Linked DNA regions of Sus scrofa: region 2 is linked to region 1. A link is a contact called in public HiChIP or PLAC-seq data. All regions are on one chromosome and are shown on one strand. Each heading gives the region's core, a stretch centred on a gene start, on an enhancer-like site or on the middle of the called end of the contact. The rest is flanking DNA. Distances are from core to core; before and after follow the strand shown. Region 1 overlaps JAZF1 (JAZF zinc finger 1). Region 2 has its middle 33 kb from the start of HIBADH.

Region 1 (3,376 bases), core at 332-2,831:
AACTCTGAGCTTGTTAGATATGCATTGTTTTTGGAAACTGGAGCTCTTAAGGCTGAAATGACTGCTTAGAACAAAAGAGGACAACTTTGCTATATGAATTGTATAAGCTGGAGAATTTATGCACTAACAGGACTGACTAAACAGCCAAAGGGGCTCTTAGACTAGATCCAGCCAGGGTAGTGATTCAGGTCTTCCAAAGTGATCCCCACAAAGGGGTCTCCTGAGAGCTGCAGCAAAGCAGGGGAAGACTGCTGGGAAAGACAGTGGACCTTTCGTTCCACAGCCGGGATGCTTTTTGCTGCAAGAAACTTTACTATAATATGGAATTTATCGCCTATAAAAAAATGTTGCCTAAAGGGTGGTTCCAGGTGGTTAAATTCTGTAGCACCCAGGACTCAGCTTCCTTCTATTTTATTCTTTTATAATAACCTTTTTTTAAAAAAATATAGCTGGAGTTCCCATTGTGGCGCAGGAGAAATGAATCCAACTAGGAACCACGAGGTTGTGAGTTCGATCCCTGACCTCGCTCAGTGGGTTAAGGATCCGGCATTGCTGTGAGTTGTGGTGTAGGTCGAAGACACAGCTTGGATCTAGCATTGCTATGGTTGTGGTATAAGCTGGCAGCTGCAGCTCTGTTTAGAACCCTAGCCTGGGAACTTCCATATGCCTCGGGTGCAGCCCTAAAAAACAAAAAAATAACAAAAATAACAAAATAAAAACATTATAGCTGATTTACAATGTTGTGCCAATTTCTGCTATTCAGCAAAGTGACCCAGTCATACATATATATATATATACATTCCCTTTCCTATATCATCTTTCATCGTGTTCTATCCCAAGAGACTGGATATTGTTCTCTGTGCTGTTCAGTAGGACTTTGTGGTTTATCCATTCTGAGTGTAATAGTTTGCATCTACCAACCCCAAACTCCCCGTCCATCCCACAGCCTCTCCCCTCCCCCCTGGCAACCACAAGCCTGTTCTCCATGTCCGTGAGTGCCTGTTATTAGCTTCACACACGTGATTTCATATAATCTCATAAAAACCCTCTTTTCCCCCCTAAGCTTATCCTGCCCGCCTCCTCGTTCCTCTCCTTATTGGTAACTGCTAGTTTGTTCTCTAAGTCTGTGAGTCTGCTGCTTTTGTGTTTGATTCACTAGTTTTATTTATTTAGCTTTTTAGGGCTGCACCCATGGCCTACGGAAGTTCCATGGGGTTGAATCAGAGTTACAGCTGCCGGCCAGCACCGCCACAGCAACACGGGATCCGAACTGCGTCTGCGACCTACACCACGGTTCATGGCAATGCTGGATCCCCAACCCACTGAGTGTGGCCAGGGATCGAACCCGCATCCTCATGGATACTAGCTGGATTCATTTCCACGGCGCCACAAGGTGGGCTTCCTGTTGTATTTTTTTACATTCCGCATGTAAATGATATACAGTATTTGTCTTTCTTGGACTTACTTCAAGACACCGTCTTTTAAAAAGATGACCTTTTCCCACCCTCCAGTCTAGCATGCGTCCTCTCATGTTTCACTGGTTAGACCTGCATCACGATATTAACTTTCTGTCAAGCAGTGGCAAGGAGAATAAACTGCCATCATGAGCTAGGACCAAAGTTTCTGATTCAGGCCTGGGGTGGCACCTAAGAATCTGCACTGCTCATAAGTTCCCAGGTGGCACTAAGGCTGTTGGTTTGAGAACGTCTGAGCTTAGAAGAAGATTTACCACCTGAATAGATTTAGAGCTCCTCCAGCGAATGACAAGGGGAGGGACAGTGTTGGGTAGAAACCAGCAACGGCAGCTACGCATGCTCTCTACAGAACGTAAGATCTCTGTTAGAACACTTGCCAGGGTACTTGCAAGTGGGGAGCTTGAATAAGACTAGCAACTTGTATCCCCAGTTTCCTAGACGGAAGCTGAAACCAAGCAAACTATTAAAAAATTCTTAGGAAGTAAACTGGAGATTATCAAGGTGTGAACAGCTTGCATAAGAGAGAGTTTTACTTACGGGATATGCCAAATGTTATAGTCTTTCTAAGGATTATACAGAAAAGTGTGGCAGTCACTGATGCTGTTCCCTAAGTATCTCTGGCCCTCCCATTTCTGGGCACATGATAGGGCACAGCCAGAAGACTTGATCTGGCCTGTGAAAATATATGGAAATGACATTCACGGTGATGCTTCCTCTTGCTACAGTGATTACAGAATGAGGGTCAAAATAAATCAGACTAGGTTCCTGGTTGACTAAAATAAGCAGAGCTTTCTTACTGAGCTACACGGCACATGTACAAGCAAAAACCAAACTTGTGTTAAGTCACTGACATTTGGGGAGTATTTGTTAAAGCAGTATAGTGAAGCCCATCCTGATTAAAGTATATAAAAATTTTATATTGCCACTAACTTATTATTTTTAGCTTAAGCACCCCTTCTTAAAAAGCCCTAATGATCCTTTAAGGCTTAGCTCAAGTTACATTTTCATCATCACTCCAGCCGACATTTATCTCGTGTGGATGCCAATTCCAACTATAAGAAAATTGCAAGGTTCAGTACTTGGCTATTTTATAATTACTCATAAATATTCATATCACCTCATGGATTAGACTGGCGACTTTGAGAGCAGAGACATCTGCATATCCTCTTGAGCAAAGGTGGAAAATCAGCAGCTCATAAACAGAATCTAGCTGAAGAATGGAGCTGTCAATGGTTTATAATATTTGAACTTTTCCTGTTTGCACACAATCAGGCGGTAATTGAGGACGCTTTGCCTGCTCACACTGGAGTCACACTGGAAATTTAAGAGCAGAGTGGCAAGCAGCCACATGGTTGCTTCATTACATGGTTGCACACTTTTTCTACCTATGGAAATTTCCATTTTCTCTGAATAATTTGACAGTATATATGGGCCTGTTCACCACCTCTTCCCCAAATGAACTAAGAAATGGAAGAGAAAACAGTGGTGATAATTTAAGGGCAGAAATCAGCTACTGGGATTTAAAATCTGGTGAGCTCACAAGTGGGAAGTGACACTGATCATTGAAAAGGAAGATGCTTAAGTGTAGACACGGACCTGGAGATGATCATGTTAAGTAAATCAGACAAAAACGAGTATCACGTGATTTCCCTTATTGGTGGAATCTAAATAAATGATACAAATGAACTTATTTACAAAACAAACAGGCTCATAGACATGGATAGAAAGCTTACTTTGGTTACCGAAGAGGATTGTGGGCATGGGGGGAGAATAAATCAGGAGTTAGGGATTAACATATACCTGCTGGAGTTTCCGTCGTGGCGCAACGGTTAACGAATCCGACTAGGAACCATGAGGTTGCGGTTCGGTCCCTGCCCTTGCTCAGTGGGTTAACGATCCGG
Region 2 (3,376 bases), core at 525-3,024, 200 kb before region 1:
GCTTCTGAAGGTTGCTAGTTTTGTGATGATCGCTCAATTAATCTACCTAAATCAATCTACTATCACTATCTGAAAACATTGTTTCTTCTTGTATTAATTTTATCTGTTTCTAATATTGAATATCAGCATGTCTTCTATAATCTGAAGTCACTATGTCATCTTGAATTAATATTTTCTACCTGATGCTTGCCAGAATACAAAACCTAAGTGAGAACCAGCTCTTGTTCATTTTCTCATTAGCATTTGCAAAGTATGCACTCAAGCTGTTCTTTAGTTGGTGAAAACCAGTTCTCTGTTTAGTGCTAGTAACTAAAGACTAAAATAACTTGAATAGTCTTAGCTCATTTGTCACATCCTTGCCAAGCTTATCAAATTATTTCCATATGAAATGAAAAAAAGATTTTACTAGCCTCCAAAACACTTTTATTTGTAGTAAATAACTGTGGAAGAATTTACTTATTCTATTTTTTTTTTTAGCCAAATCTTAAATGACAAGAACTTGTAACTTATTAAATAGAAAAATATCTGCTTGTTCAGGTTCTAAGGTGAAGTTTTTCTGAATGAATTTGGATACAATTCGATTTCAGAAATGGAACCATTAAAATCTGAGTATTATGAACAAACCGTTATTTACAGAAAATAGTGCTTAGTTCTACACACTAACATTTTGTCCTTCCCACATAAATATCTCGGTACATGCACCATCTGAGTGTATAAAATTAAACTACCTGAAAAAAAAAATTAAACTACCTGAACACCTTTAAAAAATTAGAGTAAAATGTAAAAATGTCTATAAAAAGAAATTCATTAGAGATTTCAAAATATCCGTAAGTGCTAAATAAGGTTTCCAGAAATCAGTGATTATGCTGAAACGTGTCACAAGGGGAAACTGTTAACAAGTGTTACTTTGCCAATGGTAGGAAGATTGCCAACCTTTAATTGGCTTTAAAGTTGGTGTTCTATCAATGGTGTATTGTAAAAAGCAATAATGCCCACATTTAGGATTCAAGCCTGAAGTGGGAACTCTAGATTCAGCTAAATGTAGCACTCTGCCCTAGTCCTTTTAATTAAAAATATTCAAATGCTTGCCTTTTAAATTTGATTAGGATGTTTATTATCATGTTTTTATGAACCGCAGCAACAAAAGATGTTTGTCTACAATTTACAATATACAATGACCCGTCAATCCCCCTCTGGCTTTGCTATGCATTAACCGCTTTATTTTAATGGAAATACGGAGAATAGCTCTTTTGAGGCTGCTGGGAAGATGGCATTCTTCCTTGGCTTCTGTAGGGGAACGTGTCCTCATTAATACATGCAAATGAAAGATCGTAATATCTTTGATAACAGAGCAAACCATGCTCTGTCCATTGGCTTCTGGATTTGCTCACTGAGTTCCTAAATACCTACTCTGATCTTAATCCTCCTGCGCTGCAGGAGCACTCATGAATAAAAATATGAACAAACAAATACGGAGTAAACTTCCTGGCAAATCGTTCCAAGAGGAAATCCCATCAGAAAGATCAGTTTCAACCTGCCTGAGGCTTCAGAGTGGGGAAATAATCCAGCAAGGATTTCATGGGCAACATTCATTATGTCGTATTCAGTACTCTGTCGATTACCCTGGCTGTTTTCTCCTGCTGGCTTGAGCGGCTTTGTGGATTAGGGAGCAAGACAAGTGTTCTGACTTCTGCAGGCTGCCACGTCATCAGACTGCCTTTCTATACCAGCCGTGCGGTTTCCCCTCTCCTCTTGCTCCCGCTGCCTGTGACACTGCACAGGCTGTGTTTCAGCTCATTGGCCACTGGAAACTGGCAAGGCCCATGCAGTGACCATAGCTACCAAGCCCCTGTGGCAGACACTGTTGGCTGCCTTCCCAAGGTCAGACCTCCTCTGCTCTGTCTTCCTTGCTGGCAGCACAGTCTCCCACAGCAGAGGCAGAAAATGCCAAGCACTTGCATTCTCAGCTTCTCTCGTGCCCTCAATTCTGGCCTGTGACATAAAGGGAAGTCTGCTGGGAATTTCTGGGAAAGAAGAAAAGAAAAAAAAAGGGTCTCCCCACCTCCCACCCCCAGCCTTTTTGTTTTCTTTTTCTTTTTTTTTTTTTTTTTTTTTTGTCTTTTTGCTATTTCTTTGGGCCGCTCCCGCGGCATATGGAGGTTCCCAGGCTAGAGGTCGAATCGGAGCTGTAGCCACCGGCCTACACCAGAGCCACAGCCACACAGGATCCGAGCCGCGTCTGCAACCTACACCACAGCTCACGGCAACGCCGGATCGTTAACCCACTGAGCAAGGGCAGGGACCGAACCCACAACCTCATGGTTCCTAGTCGGATTCGTTAACCACTGCGCCACGACGGGAACTCCCAGCCTTTTTGTTTTCAATGTGAAGGGTGGTGCTTGGAGCCCAGGAGAGCATCTTGTGAGAATGAGGGTAAAGATCCAGAAATTGTGGAAGATAGAAATTACCATGACATTGTAAAGCAACTATAGTTTTAATAAAACTTTAAAAAATGAGAAGGAAGAAGTTCCTGCTGTAGCGAAACGGGATCAGTGGTGTCTCGGTGATCCCCCAGGATGTCGGTTCAATCCCCAGCCCAGCACAGTGGGTTAAAGGATCCAGCGTTGCCCCAGCTGCAGCGTAGGTTGCAACCGCAGCTTGAGTCTGATCTCTGGCCCAGGACCTCCATATGGTAGCCAGAAAAAGAATAAAAGAAAATAAAATTAAAATAAAATAACCTACAAGGATATATTGTCCAGTACAGGGAATATAGGCAATATTTTATGCTTATAAATGGAGTCTAATTTTTAAAAATTGTGAATCAGGGGTTCCCATGGTGGCTTAATGGTTAACGAATCCGACTAGAAACCATGAGGTTGCGGGTTCCATCCCTGCCCTTGCCCAGTGAGTTAAGGATCTGGCATTGCCATGAGCTGTGGTGCAGGTCACAGACGTGGCTCAGATCTGGAGTTGCTGTGGCTCTGGCGCAGGCCGGCAGCTGTAGCTCTGATTCAACCACCAGCCTGGGAACTTCCATATGCCGCACCTGCTGCCCTAAAAAAGAAGAAACAAAAACCAAAAACCAAAACCCTGGTTTTGGGTTTATCTCAAGACCATGAGCAAAAGGAATCCTTTGCATCTGTTCTCAGCTAGAAAAATTGGCAAAAGGCCTACTGTTTCTCACAAGCATTACAGTTATTTGTTTAGGCAGAAGAATAAAATGTGGAAAGGATATTAAATGTGTTTGGGGATTGACTTCAGAGTCATGTGCTTGTATCCTAGGCCATCAGTGAATTAATTTGGAGCTTAAATATAAAATCTTAACTAAATCACCTTGCCTTAGAGTCTCTCCTTATTTTTCATATGGAGAATAACT

What was found. HiChIP or PLAC-seq counts read pairs in DNA pulled down with a chosen protein or histone mark.
Region 2: a contact with region 1 is called in an H3K27ac HiChIP or PLAC-seq map of skeletal muscle, with 8 times the contacts expected there. The contact joins two enhancer-like sites. A contact is called at or near these places in 17 of 47 Hi-C or Micro-C datasets (embryonic fibroblasts, epiblast stem cells, fetal heart ventricle and 9 more) and 1 of 2 datasets of contacts at active chromatin or transcription factors (skeletal muscle).

The regions. Positions count from the first base shown.
Region 1 is chr18:44,748,481-44,751,856 of Sscrofa11.1, reverse strand. The region is part of intron 2 of JAZF1 (JAZF zinc finger 1); the gene reads right to left. Among named protein-coding and RNA genes, the nearest start is that of TAX1BP1, 160 kb to the left of the region's middle. Within about 2 kb of position 1,581, at least 1 of the 83 cell types and tissues checked has an H3K27ac peak or open chromatin away from gene starts, as enhancers often do. A contact at or near this core is called in skeletal muscle, where this site is marked.
Region 2 is chr18:44,950,354-44,953,729 of Sscrofa11.1, reverse strand. No RefSeq gene overlaps it. Among named protein-coding and RNA genes, the nearest start is that of HIBADH, 33 kb to the left of the region's middle. Within about 2 kb of position 1,774, at least 36 of the 83 cell types and tissues checked have an H3K27ac peak or open chromatin away from gene starts, as enhancers often do. A contact at or near this core is called in skeletal muscle, where this site is marked.